Regions from separate parts of the Pan troglodytes genome. Here region 1 is linked to region 2. A link is a contact called in public Hi-C data. All regions are on one chromosome and are shown on one strand. The core of a region is the stretch at or near the end of the contact, and the rest is flanking DNA. Distances in the headings are between cores, read along the strand shown. Region 1 overlaps SNAP29 (synaptosome associated protein 29). Region 2 overlaps PI4KA (phosphatidylinositol 4-kinase alpha).

Region 1 (4,415 bases), core at 185-2,684, 84 kb after region 2:
ATCACTTGAACCCGGGAGGCAGAGGTTGCAGTGAGCCAAGATCGCACCATTGCACTCCAACCTGGGCAACAAGAGCGAAACTCCACCTAAAAAAAAAAAAAAGAAGAAGTGAGGGGTATATTCTTCCAGAACTCTCTCATGGAACCCCACACACTCACAGTGCAGTCCAGGCTCTCTTTGGCTGCCCTAGTCCCTTCTGCCCTCATCACCTGCAGGCTCATGTGGGATTTCTGATGTGAGTTCTTTCTGCCTTGTGGCCCCTATCTGCCTGGATGGGCTCCCCCGACTCTCTGCAGGCTGGCTCCTTCTCTTTCTGTCAGTCTTGCATTAGTATGGCCTCCTCTCCCTGTCTCTCAGGACCCTCGTGTTTCCAGGGGGCTGCCCTGGCCGTTTGTGATTGTGTATCTGCTGGTTTGCCTGCTGTCTTCCCAATCAGACTGTAGATTCCAGGACAGCATGGGAGTGTTTCCATTTTGTCACTACTTTGTATCTGGGGCCCAGCAGGCAAGCACTTAGTGATTATTTTTTGTTTTGTTTTGTTTTGAGACGGAGTTTTGCTTTTGTTGCCCAGGCTGCAGTGCAATGGTGCAATCTCAGCTCACTGCAACCGCCGCCTCCTGGGTTCAAGCGATTCTCCTGCCTCAGCCTCCCGAGTAGCTGGAATTATAGACATGCACCACCATGCTCAGCTAATTTTGTATTTTTAGTAGAGATGAGGTTTCTCCTTGTTGGTCAGGCTGGTCTCGAACTCCCGACCTCAGGTGACCCGCCTGCCTCGGCCTCCCAAAGTGCTGGGATTATAGGTGTGAGCCACTGCGCCCTAGCCAGTGATTATTTTTTGAATGGAAAAGTCAGTTACTTGAAATTCAAGTAGGTGTTGGCCTGTGGGCAGTTCTGTGAGTTTATTCTAAGTAGTGTCTCAGACTTGCTGCCTCCTCCTACCGCTACTCCCTGAACAGAAATCTCCCCCGTGGTGACCTGGGTCACCCTGTCAGTCTCCCAGCACCTGTTAGGAGTTGGCAAAGTGTAGGGGACAAATAATAAAATCCTCCCCTGCTGTAAAGGTATCTAGTGGAAGGCAAAACTGAAACCCATGAAGATGCACATGGAGTGTCTGTGCACGGGTTTTCTCCTGCTTGCTGTCTGGGAAGCCCCAGACAGCTGCCACCTCCTTCTATGCCCTGGACTCTGTCCTCCAGAGCCAAAGACTTCTCTGAGGCAGAAGGTGTGTCTGCCCAGATCTAACCACTCCAGAGAAGCCCAGAGAGGCGTGAAAGCCCTTTGTCCTTCACTGCGAGAAAGGGAGTGGTTAGGGCTAGTGGTATGGTTGGTGCCTGCTGGCAGAAGTGGGAGAAGGGACTTTGAGGAAGGATACTGCATTCAGAGGCAGGAAGAAGTGCTGAGTACTGCCCGCCACTAGGAGGTGCTGAGGGTGCACAGTTGGCACTGTGGACGGGCAGCTGGGCAGGTCCCGGCAGGACGCAGTCTAGAGTAGGAGGTGGGCCTGGGCAGAAGGGCGAGTGGCTAGTTCAGAGCTCAGCCCTCTGGCCCTGCTGACACAGGCCAGGCCAGTCCACTCTGGTGGGGCAGGGAGTGTTGCCTTTGTTCACACTCTTCCCGTCTTAACGCCATCTCCCTGCTATTTCAGGATCTCAGGCAAGCTCTCTGGACTCCAGCGCCCTGGCCTGGTGGTTTTACATTATTACACATTTTATCTCAGCCTCTCTGTTTGCTTATCCTTTGCTGCCCTGGCTGCCAGTGAGCTTCCTCCTGAGGCCTGAGGCAACCACAGGCTCTGCTCTCCATGGAGCACGAGGCCATGAATTTTAGTAAGCTTAAGAAGCAAAGAGCTGAAGACTTATCTTTTTTTTTTTAATTTTAATTATACTGTTTTTCTCTTTCTTTTCTTTTGTTTTTTAGAGATGGAGTCTCGCTTTGTTGCCCAGGCTAGTCTCCAACTCCTGGGCTCAAGTGATCCTCCCACCTCAGCCTCCCAGAGTGCTGGGATTACAAGCATGAGCCACTGTGCTTGACCTGAAGACAATCTTTTTATTTTTATATTTTTTAATTTCTTTCTGAGAGTTTTACTCTGTCGCCCAGGCTGGAGTGCAGTGGCGCAATCTCAGTTCACTGCAGCCTCTGCCTGCTGGGTTCAAGCGATTCTCATGCCTCAGCCTCCCAAAGTGCTGGGATTACAAGCATGAGCCACTGTGCCTGACCTGAAGACAATCTTTTTATTTTTATATTTTTTAATTTCTTTCTGAGAGTTTTACTCTGTCGCCCAGGCTGGAGTGCAGTGGCGCAATCTCAGCTCACTGCAGCCTCTGCCTGCTGGGTTCAAGCGATTCTCATGCCTCAGCCTCCCGAGTAGCTGGGATTACAAGGTGTGCACCACCATGCCCAGCTAATTTTTGTATTTTTAGTAGAGACGGGGTTTCACCATGTTAGCCAGGATGGTCTCGATCTCCTGACCTCAAGTGATCCACCCACCTCGGCCTCCCAAAGTGCTGGGATTACAGGCATGAGCCACCACACTCAGCCTATCTTTTTATTTTATTTTTTGAGATGGAGTCTTGCTCTGTCGCCCAGGTTGGAGTGCAGTGCATTGATCTCAGCTTACTGCAACCTCCTCCTCTCAGGTTCAAGTGATTCTCTTGCCTCAGCCTCCTGAGTAGCAGGGAATACAGGCATGCACCACCACATCTGGCTAATTTTTATATTTTTTAGTAGAGATGGGGTTTCACCATGTTGGCCAAGCTGGCCTCAAACTCCCGACCTCATACGATCCACCCGCCTCAGCCTCTCAAAGTGCTGGGATTACAGGCATGAGCCATTGTGCCCGGCCAAAACTACCTTTTTAAAAAAACTGATTTTGGCCGGGCGCGGTGGCTCACGCCTGTAATCCTAGCACTTTGGGAGGCCAAGATGGGCGGATCACAAGGTAAGGAGTTCGAGACCAGCCTGGCCAATATGGTGAAACCCTATCTCTACTAAAAATACAAAAAAAATTAGTCGGGTGTGGTGGCGTGTGCCTGTAGTCCCAGCTACTCGGGAGGCTGAGGCAGAAGAATTGCTTGAACCTGGGAGACGGAGGTTGCAGTGAGCCGAGATCATGCACTCCAGCCTGGACAAAAGAGCAAAATGCTGTCTCAAAAAAAAAAACAAAAAACTGATTTTGCTTAGATTTGTGGTACCAGTGCTAAGGCTTTGTGTATCCTGATCCTTTTTCTCTTAGTGTTTTATATTTAATCTTGCAAGTAAGAAGGCTTACAAAGCACCACCTCTTCTCTCTCCTCTCTGGCTCTTTCCTGGCTGCTGTTCCTAGTAAAAAGGCAGAAAGCAGCCCTGGGCATATCTCCCTACCCCCAGCGTGCACAAACACACACACACACACACACACACACACACAGTCACAAACCTGGGAAAAGGCTTTACTCTTCACCCTGACAGAATCAATTAAGTCAAGACTCATCTCTGCAGTGGGTGCAGCCCCCCCAGGCAACACAGATCCCTGTCTCTCCCCCTTACCCACACCATCAAGAAGCATTTGCAGGTGCTGTGACTGTTTGCTCATGCCTGCATGTCATTTCCTCCTCCTGCAGATGAGCTGTCCATGGGACTGGGCCGTCTGAAGGACATAGCCCTGGGGATGCAGACAGAAATTGAGGAGCAAGATGACATTCTTGACCGGCTGACAACCAAAGTGGACAAGTTAGATGTCAACATAAAAAGCACAGAAAGAAAAGTTCGACAACTCTGAAGACAGACGGATTTCCACTCTATTGTGATGAAAAGATTTGAAAGATCTTTTTTTGAACTTCCAAGAAATTTCATTTACTATTTTAGTATGTAAATTAATGTGTGTTTGCAAATGTTATAATAGAGTAGGTCTTAAGACATTTTTGCTGTTATAAGGAAGTGTTTGTCCCACATTTTCCTAGGGTTAACACCTCACCAAGTTCTTCCAGCAAAATGCTTATTAGAGTTTTTGTCTGAGCACAGTAGCCTGGCCCTGCATATCTTGGGCGTTTGATTACCATGCTGGAATAAGAAGAGTTGCATTTCTCATTTTAATGAGCATATGGAAAGATGGGGACAGAATTTCAGTCTTGCAGCCATGAGCCTCTATTTCTCATTCCTAAGCCTTACCATGAGTCAGAGTGTTAAGGGGGCCTGTGAGCCAGTCGTTTGGTGGAGGAGGGTCCTTCCCACACCTTTGTTTAGGAGTTATCATTCACACACATACACACACACACACACACACACACTGAGCACATTATCTGTGATTCTTTCATCCTCCCAGAAAGGATCAGTGTTAGAATGGGAAATAGAGTGTGCCATCTTGCTCTTTTGTTGGCAGATGTCCCCGCTTCCCTCCAGCCCCCAATCCTTGGCATGTATATTAGTAGGAGGGC
Region 2 (4,468 bases), core at 568-3,067:
AAAGGAAGAATATTCAAGTTAGAAAGTGATAAATACAGAAAACTACCAATTTCTCAATCAACTGTTCAAAAGTACTGATGACCAACCACCAAAGGCAGCTCTGAGGGCGACTGAGGCATGGCCCTGTGCTTGGAGTTACCTCACTAATATGTACAAAGCCTGGTGAGGGTTAGGGATGCTTGCGGGAGCAGGGGCCTTAGAGCCTGAGAGAACCCTCCCCACTACGGGGTTCAGGGAAGTCTTGTTTTTTGTTTGTTTTTGAGATAGGGTCTTGCTCTGTCACCCAGGCTGGAGTGCAGTGGCGCTATCACAGCTCACTGCATCCTCAACCTCCTGGGCTCAAGCCATCCTACAACTTCAGCCTCCTGAGTAGCTAGGACTACAGGTGAGCGCCATCACGCCTGGCTAAATCTTTAAACTGCTCTGAGTTTAAGTCTTCATCTGAAGGGGAAGATAAAAACAGCCACCTTCATGAGACTGTGGGTAAGAGGGTGATACTACATCAGAGACACTAGCACACAGCAGGTGTTTAATTAATTAATGTTAATTATTGTTTCATCATATGTGGAAACATCATAATCCATTCTCGCAGGGGTAGCAGGGACTGGGCCCCTGGCTAAGTGTTTGGGGCACACAGGATTTGCATTTCAGACTTCCACAGTGAAAGATGTCAAAAAGAAAACAGGACTTGAAGGGGCCTTTGGTGTAACAGGAATACAGGATGAGAGAAGGCCGGGGAAGAAAGGCCTGGAGCTTGGAGGGGACGCAAAGGGAAAGACAGAAGGAAAGGTGTGGCGAAGGAATGCACCCAGGTACAGTCATGAAACCTGTGTGAGGCTCACACACAGTCACAGAGCCCCTTTCTCAGGGCCTGAAGGGCACACAGTCTGTTATTACCTGTGTGGTACTGACTGTGGTACTTGTAGAGCTTCACCAGAACTGGGGACGGGATGACCAGGAAGTCTCGCAAGGACGGTGTCACAGAGTGCACCACCACCGGGAACCTCTCGCACAGGCGGCCCAAACCCTGCAACACACCATCAACCTGTCACATGGCCTGTGGTATGGGACCATCTGAGTAGGCCCTGAGCAGGGAGGTGCTCAACCCTTCAGTACCCAAGTCTGACCCAAAACTTCGAAGGTCAAAGCTCCCACAGGCCACCTGCCCAGGACATAAAAAGACGGAAGCGATGGTGCTGACTCTCCTTCACCTATAGGGGACATCAACTACTATTTTTTTGTTTTGTTTTTGAGACAGGGTCTCGCTGTCGCCCAGGATGGAGTGCAGTGGCACGATCATGGCTTACTGCAGCCTTGACTTACTGGGCTTAAGCAATCCTCCCACCTCAGCCTCCTGAGTAGCTGGGACTGTAGGCACACACCATCATCCCTAACTAATTCTAATTTTTTAAATTTTTTGTGCAGACGGAGTCTCACTATGTTGCCAAGGTTGGGCTCAAGCGATCCTCCCACCTCTGCCTCCCAAAGTATCGGGATTACAGGAGTGAGCGACCGTACCTGGCCAGGGGATATAGATTGTTAAAGTGTGCTCATCTCTTTTGGAAGCATACTAAAGAAGAAAGAGACAAAATATAATTTTTAAACAATGGCAGGTGTGGAGTCAGTGGGATTGTGACAAGGTTAAGAGTCTCGGCAGAGCAGAGCTAGCACTGTGGGTGTCAGGAGACATCCCCTTGCGTGGCCCCATGGCACATGTCCACAGTCCTTCCCCCACAGGCCTTGAGAATGGCCCCCAGCCTCACAACAACGGAGAACTGAAGCCAGCTGCACCCATATGCCACTGACAGAAAGCCCTGGCATCCTGCAGGGGGCAGCCCACACTCAGTGATGAACTGTGCACAGCACGCACTGGTTAAAGCTCCTAAAGACAGAACCGGCAGGGTCTCTGCTGCTGGTGTGCCCACCACAGCCTGAACAGCAACAGCGTGACAAGAGGGAGGCCCTACAGGTGGGATCTGAGCCTCTCTGGGTTCAGGGAGACTGACCTGCAGACAGCAGATCAGCAGGGGCAAGTGAGCAATAATGACTTTGCTGGACGTCTTGGACTGCAGCTTCTCAGATAGCTTGATGCAAAGGTTTTCTGCACCTTAATTCAAAACCAGAAGAGGAGATGAGTGATCAGCACAGGCCAGTCTTTCTAACACACTTATCCACCAAGTAAGCACAGAATTTAATAAAACCCCAGAGACATACTTTAGGCAGGGCTTATTCATACTGAGAGGTCACACAGTGTGTGACACACTCTCTCTCTTCTCCGCTGGGCCTAAGCCCCCTTGTCCCCGCAGTGTTCATTCCACAGAAAACTTCCCATTCTACTCCTCCCCCAGGAAAACACTTCACCTGAAGGCACTGAGCTTCCATGTCACCACAGAAAAGCCTAAAGAACCAGCAAGATGCAGCCGAGAGCATACACAGGCCCTGAGGCCACGGGCATCCCCATCCTCCCAGGTCCAGTGCCCTCCATGCAGGACAGGACACCAGACGTGCAGAGCACAGCAGGGGCTAATGCTCCACTCTGCACGTGCCCAGGAGGCCTACTGCAACTGCCTGTGCTGGTAACAGAGCCAAGTGTTCTAGAAGTAGTTTGGGGAAACTTGTGGCAAGAAAGCCTCTGGGTCATGCCTGGAGCTCACATGAGAGGCAAGGCAGTCTGTCTCACCCTGCTCGTCCTTCACAGCCCACACCATGAGGTCCACACAGGCAGCATTCGCCTGACAGCGCAGTTTGAGGGGGCTCAGCTCATTGTGGATCCGGTCTGCGTCATGTAGAATCTTCTGCAGCTCCCCCTGGCTCGTGTTGAACTGCTCCAGCACAAAATCATGGACCTCCTTCACAAAAGAGGTCGGGAGGTCTGTAGGAAAGAGTGTGGCATCACAGCTGGGAACAAAACTACAGTAGAACACAGGCAGTGCTAGCAGCAGCTACAGTCTTCCCCTTTTAACAAAAACCCCAGAAAAGTAGCATTTGCTACTGGCCACTGTGGGTCCTAGAATGCCCACTGGAAAGAAGTTGGATAGGAAGTGCACAGCTGTCCTCCACGTGCACACAACCTGGCAATCAGAGGAAATGATCATTTCCCAGGGACGTTACAGCCATCCTTTGTTTTAAGCAGTCAATGTACTAAAACCTGAATACATGAAACATATAAATTGGGAAGTATCGTTGCTGGAACTACTTCCACTAACAATATGAGATACTTCTGTGATTTTTTTTTTCTTTTAAGAAAGAGGTTGTCAGGGCCAGGCGCGGTGGCTCACGCCTGTAATCTCAGCAACTTGGGAGGCTGAGGCGGGCAGATCATGAGGTCAGGAGATCGAGACCATCCTGGCTAACACGGTGAAACCCCATCTCTAATAAAAATACAAAAAATTAGCCGGGCGTGGTGGTGGGCGCCTGTAGTGCCAGCTACTCGGGAGGCTGAGGCAGGAGAATGGCGTCAACCCGGGAGGCAGAGCTTGCAGTGAGCCAAGATCGTGCCACTGCATTCCAGCCTGGGCGACAGAGCAAGACTCCCATCTCAAAAAAAAAAAAAAGAAAGAAAGAAAAAGGTTGTCAGATAAGGGCAAAAACTGGTTGCAGCCTTGAGAAGAGAATTATCTGGATCTTCAGAGCACTCACCCTGAGTTTGAGAGACTTTTCAAACTCTCATCCCCAGGGCCTGGAAAATTCAGGAGAACCACCATGATGCACGCACAAGTCAGCCCAGCCAAGGCAGCCAGCGACACACAGCAGGGGTGGTGGGGAGGGCAGGGGCAATCCCTGATGCCCCTTCTTAGGGAGTTTCAACCCTTGCCGTGGCCCAGATGACTCAGCTTCTGAGGAATGTTCAGAATCAGATTAGGAAAGTGGTTACTAAATTTTGGTATACCTTCCTGACAAAATATTATGTGCTCATCAAAACTTAAGCTTATGAAGAACACTCAACAGTGTGAGGGGAGAGCATAGGAAAAACATTTTGTAAAATGCGTAAAAGATTGTTTCCTTACTTCTGGGAAAAACAAAATTCATGAAAGAGGGACTAGAAGAAAATGCTAAATTGTTGTGTGTGCATGTTAACTATTAAGCTATTGTCTCAGGTTGGGTGCAGTGGCTAACACCTCTAATCCCAGCACTTTGGGAGGCCAAGGTGGGTGGATCATTTGAGGCCAGGAGTTCAAGACCAGCCTGGCCAACATGGTAAAACCCCATCTCTACTAAAAATACAAAAATTAGGCAGACGTGGTGGCACATGCCTGTAATCCCAGCTACTTGGGAGGCTGAGGCACGAGAGAATTGCTTGAGCCTGGGAGACAGAAGTTGCAGTGACCCCAGATCATGCCAATGCACTCCAGCCTGGGCGACAGGGAAAGACTCTGTCTAAAAAAAAAAGCTAGTACCTCTACATTAACAGATTACATATATTACAAGTACTTCATTTTCTTTTTTTTAATGTTTTTGAGATGGAGTC

Evidence for each region. Hi-C and Micro-C count contacts between places; a contact is called where the count stands out from the background.
Region 1: a Hi-C map of induced pluripotent stem cells shows a contact between it and region 2, with 1.6 times the contacts expected there. The contact joins two enhancer-like sites. A contact is called at or near these places in 2 of 7 Hi-C or Micro-C datasets (induced pluripotent stem cells and stem cell-derived neural progenitor cells).

Annotation. Positions count from the first base shown.
Region 1 is chr23:22,997,392-23,001,806 of NHGRI_mPanTro3-v2.0_pri, forward strand. SNAP29 (synaptosome associated protein 29) reads left to right here. Exons shown (of 5, transcript XM_514997.9): 5 at 3,603-4,415. The coding sequence ends at 3,760. Among named protein-coding and RNA genes, the nearest start is that of CRKL, 30 kb to the right of the region's middle. Within about 2 kb of position 1,435, at least 15 of the 24 cell types and tissues checked have an H3K27ac peak or open chromatin away from gene starts, as enhancers often do. A contact at or near this core is called in induced pluripotent stem cells, where this site is marked.
Region 2 is chr23:22,912,699-22,917,166 of NHGRI_mPanTro3-v2.0_pri, forward strand. It overlaps PI4KA (phosphatidylinositol 4-kinase alpha), which reads right to left. Exons shown (of 55, transcript XM_024352561.3): 11 at 2,681-2,872; 12 at 2,007-2,107; 13 at 898-1,027. Among named protein-coding and RNA genes, the nearest start is that of SERPIND1, 31 kb to the left of the region's middle. Within about 2 kb of position 1,818, at least 5 of the 24 cell types and tissues checked have an H3K27ac peak or open chromatin away from gene starts, as enhancers often do. A contact at or near this core is called in induced pluripotent stem cells, where this site is marked.